Linked DNA regions of Sus scrofa: region 2 is linked to region 1. A link is a contact called in public Hi-C data. All regions are on one chromosome and are shown on one strand. The core of a region is the stretch at or near the end of the contact, and the rest is flanking DNA. Distances in the headings are between cores, read along the strand shown.

Region 1 (6,926 bases), core at 2,367-4,866:
CCAATGGCTTTCATCTCACTCATGAAAAGCCAATGTCCTTCTCCTAGTCTAGAGGGCCTCTGCAACCTCTCTGGCTTCATCCCCTTTCTCTCTTTTTCAGACACACCAACCCCTTTGCTGTTCCTCAAACAAGCCAGCCAAGCTTCTGCCTTGGGGTCTTGGCACCTTCTGTTCCCTCTGGCTAGAACACTCTGCCCTCTTAATGGCTCCCTCACTTCCTTTAGGTCTTTGCTCAGATGGCACCTTCTCCATGAGGGCGTCTCTGTTTAAAATGGCAACACTCCCTACCCTGCCTCCTACTTAATTTTTCTCTAAGTGTTTAACACTGGCTGACATATAATTTACTTATTTGTTTTGTTTACTGTAAGCTCCAGAAGGGCACAGATCTTTGCATAATGCATTGCTGTATCCTTGGTGCCTGGTATAGTGCCTGGCACAAAACTGGTGCTCAATTGATACTTAATGAATGAATGAATGAATTCTGTGACTGGGAAGCAATAGTGTAAGCTTCATATACTCCATTTATCTCCTAGGCCTAAGCAAGCTAGATGCCGGCAATTGTTTACTCTCAAAGGGACATTCCATGGCTCCCTATTGCCAAAAGTTCAAGTTTAAATTCCTCAGCCTGACATTCCAGGGTGTTGTTAAGCAGGACCCCACCAATACCCCCAGGCTCAGAAGAGTTCGTTGGCCTTGTAACACCCTCAGTTTTTCTTCTTCTTCTTCTTTTTTTGCTTTTTAGGGCTGCACCCTTGGCATATGGAGGTTCCCAGGCCAGGGGTCTAATTGGAGATGTAGCTGCCAGCCTCAGCCACAGCAACACAGGATCCAAGCCAAGTCTTCAACCTACACCACAGCTCATGGCAATGCCAGACCCTTAACCCACTGAGGGAGGCCAGGGATCGAACCCAGAACTTCATGGTTACTAGTTGGATTCGTTTCTGCTGCGCCACAACAGGAACTCCCAACACCCTAAGTTCTTATCCTGAAAGCCTCAGGTCAAGCCCTCCCTTCCCTGACCCCCTAACCCTGAGTTAATTACTTTCCCTTTAGGCTCGGGAGCACTTAGTCTAGCACCCACACCAGAACACCTAGGCGTTGCCCTAACATTGCTGTCTAGATCTCTGTCACCCTCTCCAAGGAGGGACTCTCCTGAGGATGGGGCCCTTGTTAGTCAGCATCCCCCATGGTGCCCAGTTCAGGGCAAAAACCACTGGGCACTCAGGGGCTGTGGGTTGAATTGATGGACCATTGCATCCCAAATCCACTCCTCCCTTGGGGACCAGAGTGTCTCTGGCTTCTTCAGATCCCAGGGCCCAAGACCCTCTTCCCTTTCTTTCCCCAGGTACCTGGGCCACCCCCATAATGGGCTGCATACCTGCTTCTTGCACTCACTTTTCCCAGCAATACCTTCCATGGTCCCCGGTGTGGAAGAGTCAAATCTGAATCCCTCAGCTTGCCATTCAAGTCTTGCTAAGCTCTCCAGCCCCTGCTCCCTCCCTACCCAGCCTTTGAGCAACGTGGCACACATCACACACACCTAGGCACATCCTCTGATGGTTAAAAGGGGGTGGGCAGGCTAGGCTGGCTCCCAGGGGCTTAGTTCATACCTTTTCCCTGTTGTCATGAATGGTCCCTGTGCTTGGCTTTGCCCAGTAAGTTGTGTGTGTGTGTGTGTGTGTGTGTATGTGTGTGTGTGCACATGCAGGTACGCATGCACACACACAAAAGAGAGGGAGAATGAGAAAACACTTCTAGTCCCTCCAGGCAAAGGCCAATCAGGCTCTGCAGGCAGATGGGGGGTTCTCTCAGGAGCCCACATACCACTTCCCATCATGCCCCAGCCTCTCTAAGGCTCCCCTGATGGGAGTCATTTGGAAAAACAAATCTCCAACCTTCACAGGTTAACCCCTGCCTGCCTCCCCTTAGGATGCGGCCCTGTGCAGAGCTGCACTGGGAATAGGACATCTGGGTCCCCTGGCCAAACACCCACCTCTGCCCCTCCCTGGACGTGCTCCTGTCCTGACAACCATGCTTCTGGCTGGCATCTGCTGTGCCCTGTCCTGGAGCAGCAGAGGAGGTGGGGAGGGGAGCAGGGGAGGGACTATGCCTCTGTGACTGGCACTCCTCAGGGCACCCCCTCCTCCAATCCATTCACAGAACCCCTCTGTCTCTGCAGGAAGGGGAGACCCTGCCCTGCCCCTGGCAGCCCCCAGTCTGAGGGCATCACAGGGATCCTTCAGGCAGGCACAGAGTGCTGGATGCCTGAGCTCCCTCAGTCTGGAAGGCAATGCCGGGTTTGGGGAAGGGGGCATCTCCTAATCCTTCCCTCTCTGAATCTTCCAGTCTCAATATTTTTTCTTCTTCTCCTGGCCAAGCCCCCAGTACCTCCACGAGGGCCTTGTAGTTTCCATGGCCCCATCTCCCCAAAAGCCCTATACATGGGAAGTATTCAGCCTGGGGACTAATCAAAAGCAGCCCGACACCCCAGTGGGTGGGCCCTCAAAGTGGGGGACAGGGGACAGGGCCCAGAAGCAGGAGCTCAGGAATCCGGTCTACCCTGACTTTTCAGTTCTCTGAGCTTCAGTTTCCTGTCTGCACAATGGGTGCAGTCACTCGATGCTGCCTAGTTCTCAGCTCCCCTTCCCATCCTGGCCCCCTTCCCATTCACTGGCTCTAGAAATGACCTCTAAGTCTGCCCCCACCCCCACCTTGGTCCTCACTCAGGCTTCACTGGGATGACTGTCTCATAAGTGGGAATGGAGGACATCTCTTCATCCCTGTTTCAAGGCCCTTCTCGCTTCCCAGGGAACTGAAAGGCAAAGACCCTCATGTGGGACACAAACTGCTCTTCCTGGTGGGAAGTCCTTCTGAGAGCTAACCCCTGTCTTCACGTCTCAGTAGGTAATTAGAGGTATTCTGGCTGGAAGCTCAGGTGTTTGGCCTCCCAGCGGATGGGGAGGGAGATGGGGCTCCAGGAGGCTGTACTGGGGACTCACCCTCTAGCGTGTCCAGGCCAAATCCCAGGGAGAGGAGGATCGCAAGCAGGCAGGCTACCCATGGCCACAGACTGGGCACTGCCATTGTCCCAGTCCTGCTTTGTGCCCAGTCCTGGCTCTTCTCCATACGGCTCCAGAGAGGAGAAGGGTCTGACAGGCCTTAAGGGACACAAAGCCGCAGGCTTCAGAGGGAAGGGGAAGGGAAGGGACAGAGCGACAAAGAATCCCACGTAGTGATTCACATAGCAGGGGACAGGGGAACAAAAGAGCCAAGAGTCACAGAGACACAGCCAGCGATGAGACAGCAAGACTCAGTGTGAACCAAGAGACAGAGAGACGAGGAAAGAGGTGCAGACAGCAACAGGGAGGGACTCAGAGAGGCATCCGAGGGACAAAGTCACATAAGGTTCAGAGCTAAGGGCGGCGCAGGAGGCCAGTCAACCCGGAAGGCAGAGTAGAAGCCCAGAGAGCAGGGAACAGGCAGCAGGGGGTCCCGGGGCGGACGGGGCTCGCCCGGGAGGGTTTCCCCGGATCCCCACGGGCGCGCTCGGCTCCCCAGCGCCAGCTGGCCGCGCGGCCGCGGTGTCTCCCCGAGCCGCACGCAGAGACCTCGCCCGGTTGCCGCCTCCCCGCCCCACCCCACCCACCCCAAACGGATTGGTTCTCTGGGACCTCTCGGTTCTCTCCGCCCCTCCCGCCAAGCCAAAATATTTAGCCTAACAACTGACGGGGGAGAGACAGGTCTGTTGGGGAAATAAGGCCAAAATACAGAAGGTTGGCAGACCAAGAACCGAGCTCCCCCCAACCCCGATGCGGCTGGCGTGGTTCCCCACCTCCGCCGCCCCTGCACATTTCTCCCAAGTGGGGCTGCGCAGCCCGCCGGCTGGAGCCGCCAGAACCGTCGGGTCCCCCGGGGAGGGGTGGTTCTAGGTTCTGCCACCCAGTGCCTTGACACCTGCGGGGTAACTGCTGTTAGCCGAGACCCGGTGAGCTTGAAACCTGGCAGGAACGAGACCCGTCTCCGGAAGAATCCTGCCATTCGCCTCTCTGAGCAGCTCACAATCTCCCAGGAGGCCGTCACGTTGACTTTGGGGCGCGAGGCTCCTTTCTGGCCAAGTCCCTGGGCTCTAGCCAAAATCCTCGTGGAAAGGAGAGTCACTCCGTGGGGCCCCGCCTCTGTCCGCCTCTTCCTGAATACAGGCTGATCAGTCTGTCTCTGCGGGGAGGGTGGGGGGGACTGGGAGACAGTCTGTGCTGGGGCCCTGGAGAGAACTCTCCCCTCCGATGGCTTCCCTCGCAGGTACCTTGCGGGACTTGTCTGCCCTCCCCTCTTCAAGAGTCCCTGCACCCGGACTCTCTTTTCCCCCCTTTCCTCTGTTTGAGACCCGCGGTGTGGAGGGGATGGGATCTGTCTTCTGGCTGGTGCTAGGGACCCGGGGCTTTCAGGTTGCGCGGCTCCTTGGACCGACGGGTCCCCAGCTCCGCCCGAAGGCGGCTCCCGCGTCCGAGGAGCTAAGAGAAGATCTATTAATTTCTCCGCGCAGAAATCGATGCTCTTGTCAGAGCGGCGATCAATGCCAGCCCAGCCCAGCTTGGCCCTACCCGGCCTGGGGGCCAGTGCTGGTTGGCCCGGGTCAGGGGCTGATGCTGGGTCTTGAGGCGCAGCGCAGTGGGGGCTGCAGACCTCGTCCCCACCCACCCAACCCCAACAGAGCTCACACCTTTGGGCGCGTGCTTTTAGCGCCACCCCGTGGCCTCTCATGGAAATCGGCGTCTCGGCTCCTGGGTCTCCATTCTCTGGTCGTTTGGGGAGACACCTTCCCTTTCCGTCTCTTCAGTATTTTCCTTCCCCAGGTCCTGTTTGGTTTTTTTCGGCATCCCTTCTGATTTCTTTCTAGGCATTAGAGAGTGTTTCACTTAATTTATCCCAAGTGGCAGGCACACTCCCTCAGGCAAGCCTACCGTGCGGGGCGAGATCTGAGGCCGGGGGCTGGCTAGGATGACCTGGACCGCAAGACTTCCCAAGCTCAGTCATCTCCCCTCCCCCCTAAATGCAGCTGCTAAAGGCTGGGAGAAATAATGTATCAACTTCCCAGTTTCCCCACTCAGGAGACACCTCTGAGGCGTTCTGCGAATGCCCCTCCGCGTCTCCTGGAGCAGGAGGGATCTTCGGGGAGTAGGCTGGCGCTGGGGCCCCGAATGGGATGCGGGCAGATTTGGGGACTTTAGAGAGGAGGGGGAGGGTTTGAAGCCGGAGGGGGCGGGGCGGGGCCGGGCGGGGCCCCTGGCTCCGCCCTTTCCTGGCGGCTGGGTCTTTAACACCGCCCAGCGCACATGTCGGGGGAGGCCGGGCAGCGGCGGCTGGAAGCGCACAGACGGCGGCCCGGCCCGGGCGAGGCGGGCTCCGCCGTGATGCCGCGAGACGGACAGCGCGGGCAGCTCGGCGGACATGGCCGGGCTAAGGGGCTGGGCAGCCTACTGGCCTGGCTGATGCTGGCATCTGCGGGCGCCGCATCCTGTCCCGAAGTCTGCTGCCCCCACGGCCCTTCGGGGCTGCGCTGCACGAAGGTTGCGGCCCTGGATATCATCCGCCACCTGCCGGGCGCCGAGAATCTGACGGAGCTGTGAGTGTCTGGCGGGCGAGGGGACGCAGGGACAGGCGGGCATAGCTGTGCCCCGTGGGCGCGGACTCGCTGCTTGCTTGCTTGCTGGGTCAGGAGGAACGGGCGCGGCGGCAGGCTGATAACAGCGCAGCGCTCGGCTGTGCCCGGCTGCCCTGGCAGCCCCCGCCGTTACTGCCTTGAAGTTGGGCTCAGGGCCGCTGTGGCGCTAGCTTCAGGGAGAGGAAGGGGAGCTCTCCATGGACCAGATTTGAGAGAGCTCAGCGTTCTAGAAACTGCTTTCTGGAGCTCAGCCATGAAGGAGCCCACCCTCTGCCCTATACAGGGGGTGGTTAGCTGCATAGAGACACCCCCGCGCCCAATTTGGCACCCTGATCATTTCCCTTTTCCAGGGAGAAATCAGCCCCCTCCCTCTTCCTTGTCAAGACCAGGCAATGACAATTCTTCCCCCTGGAATTGGGAAATTGAACTGGAATAGGTGGGAAGTGCTAAGGTGCCATAGCCTGGTGGTCCTGCTCTCTTCTCCCAGTTTCCACCGTCTCTTGTCCTCATCACCTCTTGATTTGGATGTAGGAAGTGAGACCAGCTCCTGACTTCGTCTCCCCACCCTCATCACCCTCATCACCCACGTCTCCCTACTTTGGGCAGGGAGTCAGGGCCCTTGCTGAGAGACTCTCCTCCCTTCAACTCCAAACTGGGAGAAATCCCCAGCATTTGAGGTACTCTGACATTCTGCAGTAATTGGTTACAAAATACTCAAGGACCTTTTAGCAGCTGCTGAACCCCATGGGAGTGTTCTGTAATAACTGGCCCAGCCACCACATTGTGATGGCTGGGAAATACTTGAGTGTTCTATGTGGCTGGCAGAGCCAGGCAGGACTTCTAGAAGAAAAGAGGAACTGCTAGAATATCCTCCTCCTGTGGCCTGAGGTTAGGGAGTGGGCCATGAACCCCGGCCTCATGCAGCGATGGGCTGAAACATATCTGAGGCAGTGGCCATTGATGTCTGGAAGTGACCTGAGCAGCCTGTGATAATTGGTCCTGAGTTACTCGGGTATCGCGTGTAATTAACGGGAAGGTACTCCATCTCACTCCCTAATGGCCCTAGGGAGAGGAGATGGCCTTGTCTTGGTCTGGACCTAGGTCTTGGCATGATGGGAGGGGACTTGAGATCCAGGCTGCCAACCCCAGTCCTGTCCACTCATCCCTCTGGGCCTTCAAGGCAGAGCCCAGGCTCGTGAACGTTCCCCATCAGCGTTCTCTTTTCTCGATTCCCTTCCCAGCCCCGATTCCAGCCTGAAGAGGT
Region 2 (6,926 bases), core at 3,020-5,519, 46 kb before region 1:
TGCGCGGCGGGCTCTCACCCCCTGAATCAGGCACTTTCACCTCCACCTCGGCATAAATGTTGCTGGGGGCTTCCCCGGGGCTGCCCCGGCCCATGGCATAGAAAGCTATGGGCTCGTCAGGTTCGTGGTAGATGGGGTTGGAGGGCTTGTGGGGCGGGGTTGGGCGGGGTCTCGGAGCGGGGCTTGTGTAGACTTCGGGGGGCAGGTGGGGTCTGGCGGGGATGCGAGGCTTAGGCCTGGGCGGCTGGGTGGGCTAGGAGAGAAAGCGGGCGGGGAGGGGAAGTGGGTCAGAGCAACCCTGGCAGATCCGAAGCAGGAGCCCAGCTTGAGACTCCGCCCCCATAAGCCCCGCCTCCTCCCTTCTGGCCCCTCCCCTCCCCGCAGGCTCCTCCCATCCCTCAGACCCTGCCTTCTCTCTCAGCCCCTCCCTCCCAATACCTCCTTTGGCTCTCCGGCCCCCTCTTTCTGCTTGAAGGCTGCGCTCTGCTCCTTTTTGAGAATTGGACTGTACTGAGGTTGTGAGTCCTGGCTTTTGCTTCCAGAGTCTGATTCTTCAGTCCTTAGGGACAGTCCTACGGGCTCAGGAGTCTGTGGGGAAGAAAGCAGGCCTCAGGGACTTGGTGCAGGCGGGGTGGTGGGCCGGAATGGGCCTGGGATCCAGGAGGGCAGAATATTCTGGTCCACGCGGAGAATGGGGTCGGGGGAGCACAGAAATTTGGCAGACGCTGGGTTCCCGGGTGAGGACGAGGGGATGGAGGTGACAAGGGGACCAGAGGCAGGGCAGTAACTCTGTTCACAGGCCATATCTAGCATTAAACTTAACTTCACCTGGAACGCAGGGCAAGACTAGTTGCTATTTGTGCCTGTGGTTATAAAACTGCAACAAGGCATTAGAGGAGTTCTTGTCCTGGCTCAGTGGTCAACCAATCTGCCTAGGAACCATGAGGTTGCAGGTTCCATCCCTGGACTCACTCAGTGGGTTAAGGATCTGGCGTTGCCGTGAGCTGTGGTGTAGGTTGCAGATGCGGGTCAGATCTGGCGTTGCTGTGGCTGTGGTGTAGGCTGGCAGCAACAGCTCCGATTGGACCCCTAGCCTGGGAACCTCCATATGCTGCAGGAGCGGCCCTAGAAAAGGCAAAAAGACAAAACAAACAAAACAAAACCCAAAAAACCCCCCAAGGCTTTAGAAGTCTGGCCTAAAAATTTCCAGCATGAGGACAAATCCTCAAGACTACTGTGCCTGCGTTTATTTCTGCAGGTGCCGGGGGAGTACTTTATGCTGCTATAAGCTAGATATTTTAGGGACAGAGACATTGCCTCAGGGGACATGAGCCCTACAGGGTTTCTTCCCACGTGAGGTGTTTCTTTCTTTTTCTTTTTCTTTTTTTTTTTTACTTTTTAGGGCCGCACCCATGGCATATGGCGGTTCCCAGGCTAGGAGTCCAATTGGAGCTACAGCTGCCAGCCTACGCCACAGCCACAGCAACATGGGATCCGAGCTGTGTCTGCAACCTACACCACACCTCACGGAAATGCTGGATCCTTAATCCACTGATCAAGGCCAGGGATCAAACTGCAATCTCATGGTCCCTAGTCGGATAGCTTTCTGCTGCACCACAATGGGAACTCCAACATTAGGTGTTCTTTTAGCTCAGCATTTATCCGTGGGTGCACAAATGTGCCACAACCACAGCAACATGGGATCCGATCTGCATCTGCAACCTACACCACAGCTCACAGCCGGATCCCTGACCCACTGAGCGAGGCCAGAAATCAAACCCGCATCCTCATGGATTCTAGTAGAATTCATTTCCTCTGCACCACGAAGGGAACTCCCTGGTTCAGGTCTTAATTTCTCTGCCTGTGTCATCTTGCCCTGCCAACCCATTCTCCACTCTGAGAGCAGACTGAGCCTGCAGAAGTTCCCCTGGCAATCCTTTGGTGGCTGCCCATTGCTCCAGGATGAAGCCCAAACTCCAGACAACTTGAGTGACAAGACCCGCTGAGGCCCAGTCATAGAGCTTGGCCTCAGATAGCTCTGCCTTAAGCCCTCTCAGCTCCAGACTTCCCTACACCCCGTTGCCACTGCTGGGGAATCTTCAGGTCTCTGTCTCCTCCTCAAACAATTCTGCCCAAGAGTCACCCTAGGCATAGTCCCACAGGGCACACTTGGAACTGACTCCAGTCAAGCTCCAGGAAACTCTTCTTGCCCAGGTCACCCGTGACCTTATCTTGGCCAAATCCAACTGTCAATCCTGGACCCACTGGCACCTGCTCTTCCTGGATGTATTTTCTTTGCTTGCTGTCTAGAGCATCACTCTCCTGGTTCTTCTCCTCTCTCTCTGGCTGCTCCTTCTTAATTTTCTTTGTAGGTTCCCCCTCATTTCTGCACACTCTGCTGGAGACGTGGTATTCCTTTCTTTTCCATCTATACTCATTGTTGAGTGAGATTTCATTGCTCCTGAATATTTCATTGCTCCTGGCAGATGAGATTTCATCTACATGCTGATGGCTCCCAAATGTTGAACTCCAATCTAGACTTCTGTCCTAAACTCCAGATCCATGTATTCCAACTGGCTACGTGACATCTGCATTTGGATACTGAACGGACCTCTCCAACTGTGACTATCAAAACTGAATTCCAGATCCTGACTCTCCCAGTGTTGCTCCTCCTACAATCTTCCTCATCTCAGTCAAGGACAACTCCATCTTTTCACATTCCTCATCCAATTCTGCAAAAACCCTTGTCCGCTCCATCTTCCAAACAGACCCAGAGTCTCACCTCCTAACCCCTTCTTCCCCTTTACCAACCTGGTCCAGGCTGCAATCTTTCCTCCTGAAAGCATTGTAATGGCCTCCAACTGCGGCATATGGAAGTTCCCAGGCTAGGGGTTGAATGGGAGCTGCAGCTGCCGGCCTACACCACAGCCACAGCCGCAGCCGCAGCAACTCAGGATCTGAGTCGCGTCTGTGACCTACACCACAGCTCACAGCAATGCCAGATCCTTAACCCACTGAGCCAGGCCAGGGATCGAACCCACATCCTCAGGGATACTAAACCACTGAGCCACAACGAGAACTCCAGGTCATGTCCTTCTTTAGCTTGCATCTGTCTAGTGCCAGCCCATCTCACTCAGAATAAAAACACCTAATCACACAAGAGCCTACAGGGCCCTTCTCCTTCACCCCTCTGATCTCATCTCCTACCTTTCTATCTCACTGCTCTTAGTCTTGTTCACACACTTCAAGGGTCCTCTGACCTCAGGGCCTTTGCACCTGCTGTGGCATCTACCTAGGATGCTTTTCCTCCAGTTGGCTGCATGACTCCCTCCCTCAGGCCTCTGTTCAAATGTCCCCTTACCAGAGTAGACTTTCCTGATGTCCCTATTAAAATAGCCCCAACACTGTCACTCCCAGTTTCTGTAGTCTCTGTTATCTGTATTATGCATTTGCTGTCTGTTTCCTCTCACTAGAATGAAAGCTCTGTGAGATAAGGATATTTTGGTCAGTTTGGTTTACTATTTCCCCAGTGCCCAGACAAATGAATGGCACATAGTTGTCCCTCAGAACTGCTTGAACTTCCGCGGGGAGGGCCTCTCTGATGCGGCTCTCCACTGAGTGAGCTAAAGGGCACCCCATTCTATATTTCCTCTCTCATCACACTCAAACTGTGAAAACGAGAAGCCTTAGAGACAGAAGAAAGGTGAGCCTTGATTCCTATAATTGTTTTTGCTGCTGCTAAGAAAGCTTTGTGGGTTTGACACCCATCTATCTTGTCCATGACTCTACTTTCAGGGCCTGCCAGCACCCGGTGTATGCTGGGTACTCAGTAAATATCTCCTAATTTAAAAACAAAACAAAACAGAAACACAAGGACCCGTCTGCCTAGCTGGCCACTTCCAACCTTCCAGTCTTTGAGTGGTTAGGCTAGTCTGGCAAGGACCCTTCCCCCAGCCCGCATCTTTCTGGAAGGGCATGCCCGGAAGGGCAGGGGAGGCGTGGTTGGGTTATCCGTCCTAATGGGAAAGTGCCTTGTGTCTCGGTCCTGCAACCTGAGCTCTGCGTGCGGAGGGGCGCTGGCCTGGGTCTCTGGGCTCAGGGTCAGGGTCAAGGCCGGGGTGGGGACGGCGTACCTGGCGGGGGAGGGGCTCGGTGAGCTTCTCCCCGTAGGGGCTGAGCGGTCCCGCCGTGTAGTGCAGCAGCAGGTCCTGCAGCCGCGCGTGGGCGCTGTCCTCGCCCAGCACCACGTGGCGCCCGTCCCGGAGCTGGGCCAGCAGGAAGTGGCGGCAGCAAGTCCGGCTCCTGGAGGGCACCAGTCAGAATCAGATCTGCTCCTTCCTCCCGGCCAGGGCATCAGCACGCGGCGTGACCGTTCCCCGCCCGGCGCCAGGCTCTCCCATCCTCAGTAGCCCGGGGGGCTGAGCGTAAAGACCCCGCCCCTGCTGGGCGTGAAGTTCTCTGCCCCTTATTTGTGAGTCAGCACCAAGTCCCACCCTCCGCTTAGCCAGAAGCCCCGCCTCCTTGTCCGCGTGCGCACCTCCCCGCCCCGCACCTGTAAGTCAGCACAAAGGTCACGGCGCTCTCGCTGAAACGCACCAAGTAACATCCCTGAGGCTCTGTTTCCAGCAACCTTTCGGCCTCTCTGTGGGTGACAGAAAAGACATGGAAGGCTGCTCTGATTCTTCCAGCCTCACTCCCTGTCTCCCTGGCTCTCATAGGAGACCCCAACCTGCCGCCAAGTGGCCTTAAGTGGCTAGAGAAGGGTGAAGGTGGAAGAGAGGATGTGGGTACTGCACTCTCGCTGCGGGGTCTGGGTGTGGACAGAGGCCAGAGGTCCCACTCAGGAGACCTCCCAGCCCAGCATCCTCCTTCTGGCCTCATCCTGGAAAAGCAACCAGGGGGTGGAGGGGCCGGGGCGGGGGGTGGGGGTGGAGGGCACAGTGCTGTGGCCACAGCAACAGGGATGGGAGTAGACTTCCAGATTTCAAAATCACCAGTGGCCGGTGCTGGAGGAGGTGAACACAGGGATACAGTAAAGCTGAGAAGTGGAGGAGGAGGGAGGAACTGCAAAGGTGGGAAGATAGAGGAGAGGGCTGGAGAGAGCCAGAGGTAAAGATGCATGGAGGTGTTCCGGACATGGCTCAGTGGTTAACGAATCCGACTAGGAACCGACTCGGTTCGATCCCTGGCCTTGCTCAGTGGGTTAAAGATCCGACGTTGCCTTGAGCTGTGCTGTAGGTCACAGATGCAGCTCGGATCCCGCGTGGCTGTGGCTGTGGCTGTGGCTGTGGCGTGGGTTGGCCGCTACAGCTCTGATTAGACTCCTAGCCTGGGACTCTCCATATGCCGCGGGATCGGTCCTAGAAAAGGCAAAAAGACCAAAAAAAAAAAAAAAAAAATATATATATATATATATATGCATGGAGAGAGAGCCTGAGGCGGAGGTGGAAACTGTGAACATGAGAAGCCTCAGAGACAGGAGGAAGGTTGAGCCTAGAAGGGGCAAACCGAGGCATAGGATGGGGGCTTGCGCTGGAGCCTCTCCAATGATCTCCCGCAGGAGAGCTACCCTAGTAAACAGCCTTTGAACCTCCAGAATTCATAGCCTGGGCTTGTAGCTGCAATCTGCTCCTGATTGACCGCAGGACTCAGGACTGGCCCCCTGCCCTTCTCTGAGCCTGTTTCTTCCTCTGTGACTCACCTCCGGGTGATGAAGCCGTGGAACCAGGCAGGGGCTTCCCCGTGCTGCAGGAGCTCATGGGCCTGGGTCTTCTGGAACCAAGCCAGAGTCTCTGCCTGTAGGGACAAGGCTTCTTCTCTAGGCATCTCTTCAGCCTTCCCAATGTCTTTTGGGCTGCACGTAGCGCCTGGGGCCTGGATAGAGGAGGAGTTCAAGGAAGGGGAAGAAGCCATGAATAGTGGTCCTTCTCCTGACGGGCCAGGTGGCAGCTGGCTCCTGGATGAAGCCAGCTGTCACCTTCTCATACCTAGCCCCTCCTGGATATGTGGAGAAAGTCACCCCTCATCCCAGTGGCCTATTCTAGGGTGTAATTGCCCAGAAAGTTCTAACTTAAATCTCTTCTTCAGCTCCAGCTGTTTTTTTTTTTTTTTTCTTCTTTCTTTTCTTTTTCTTTTTCTTTCTTTACCTTTTTAGGGCCACTCATTAGGCATATGGAAGTTCCTGGGTTCGGTGTTGAATCAAAGCTGCAGTTGCAGGCCGACGTCACAGCCCCAGCAATGCCAGATCTGAGCCACATCTGCAACCTATGCCTCGGCTTTCGGCAAGACCAGATCCTTAACCCACTGAACGTGGCCAGGGATTGAACCCACATCTTCATGGATGCTAGTTGGGTTTTTAACCCACTGAACCACAATGGGGACACCAGCTCCAGCTGTTTTTGTTTCCAGGGAGTTTCCTTCCACTCTGTCTGGGGCCTGTGGGCCTTTTTGGTGCAGTAGCTGTGAGCTATTAAACTGTGCTTAACGGGAGGTGAGGCCTTCCAGATGGACAGAAAGTCCTTCCCTGGCCTAAGGAATGAAGGGAAGGAACTCCAGAGGCCAGAATGAGGGAGGGCTCACCCTCCATTAGGAGGGACCGAGCTGGGCAGATTTCCCAGTGAAAGGAGGGCAGAGAAAGACTGAGATAAGGCTGTCCTGGCCAAATGAAGGCAATGGACAGAGCTGCAGGTGTGCAAGTTTCTGGAACTCAAATCATTGTACCCTGGTCACTTGTGGACACACCCTGAGCTCCCCAGGGACAGAGGAGCAGTGAGTGGACCATTCAGCACCTGAAGGAGGCCCTCCCCCTCTCCTTTCCCTCCCTCTGTACCCTTGGCCTTGTCGGCAGCCCCAGCTCATTCCTGCCTTGGCCTTTGTCTATCTGCAAGTCCTCAAGTTGGGAGAGTGGGAGCCGAGGAGGGAGCTGC

The links. Hi-C and Micro-C count contacts between places; a contact is called where the count stands out from the background.
Region 2: a contact with region 1 is called in a Hi-C map of epiblast stem cells, with 3 times the contacts expected there. A contact is called at or near these places in 7 of 47 Hi-C or Micro-C datasets (blood, brain, embryonic fibroblasts and 4 more).

Annotation. Positions count from the first base shown.
Region 1 is chr4:93,236,368-93,243,293 of Sscrofa11.1, reverse strand. INSRR (insulin receptor-related protein) reads right to left here and starts at 3,616. Exons shown (of 22, transcript XM_001929524.5): 1 at 3,000-3,616. The coding sequence starts at 3,126. NTRK1 (high affinity nerve growth factor receptor) reads left to right here and starts at 5,350. Exons shown (of 17, transcript XM_001929525.5): 1 at 5,350-5,623. The coding sequence starts at 5,412.
Region 2 is chr4:93,283,329-93,290,254 of Sscrofa11.1, reverse strand. SH2D2A (SH2 domain-containing protein 2A) reads right to left here. Exons shown (of 8, transcript XM_001929530.6): 3 at 5,702-5,874; 4 at 4,553-4,642; 5 at 4,134-4,302; 6 at 439-588; 7 at 1-253. Among named protein-coding and RNA genes, the nearest start is that of SH2D2A, 4.4 kb to the right of the region's middle.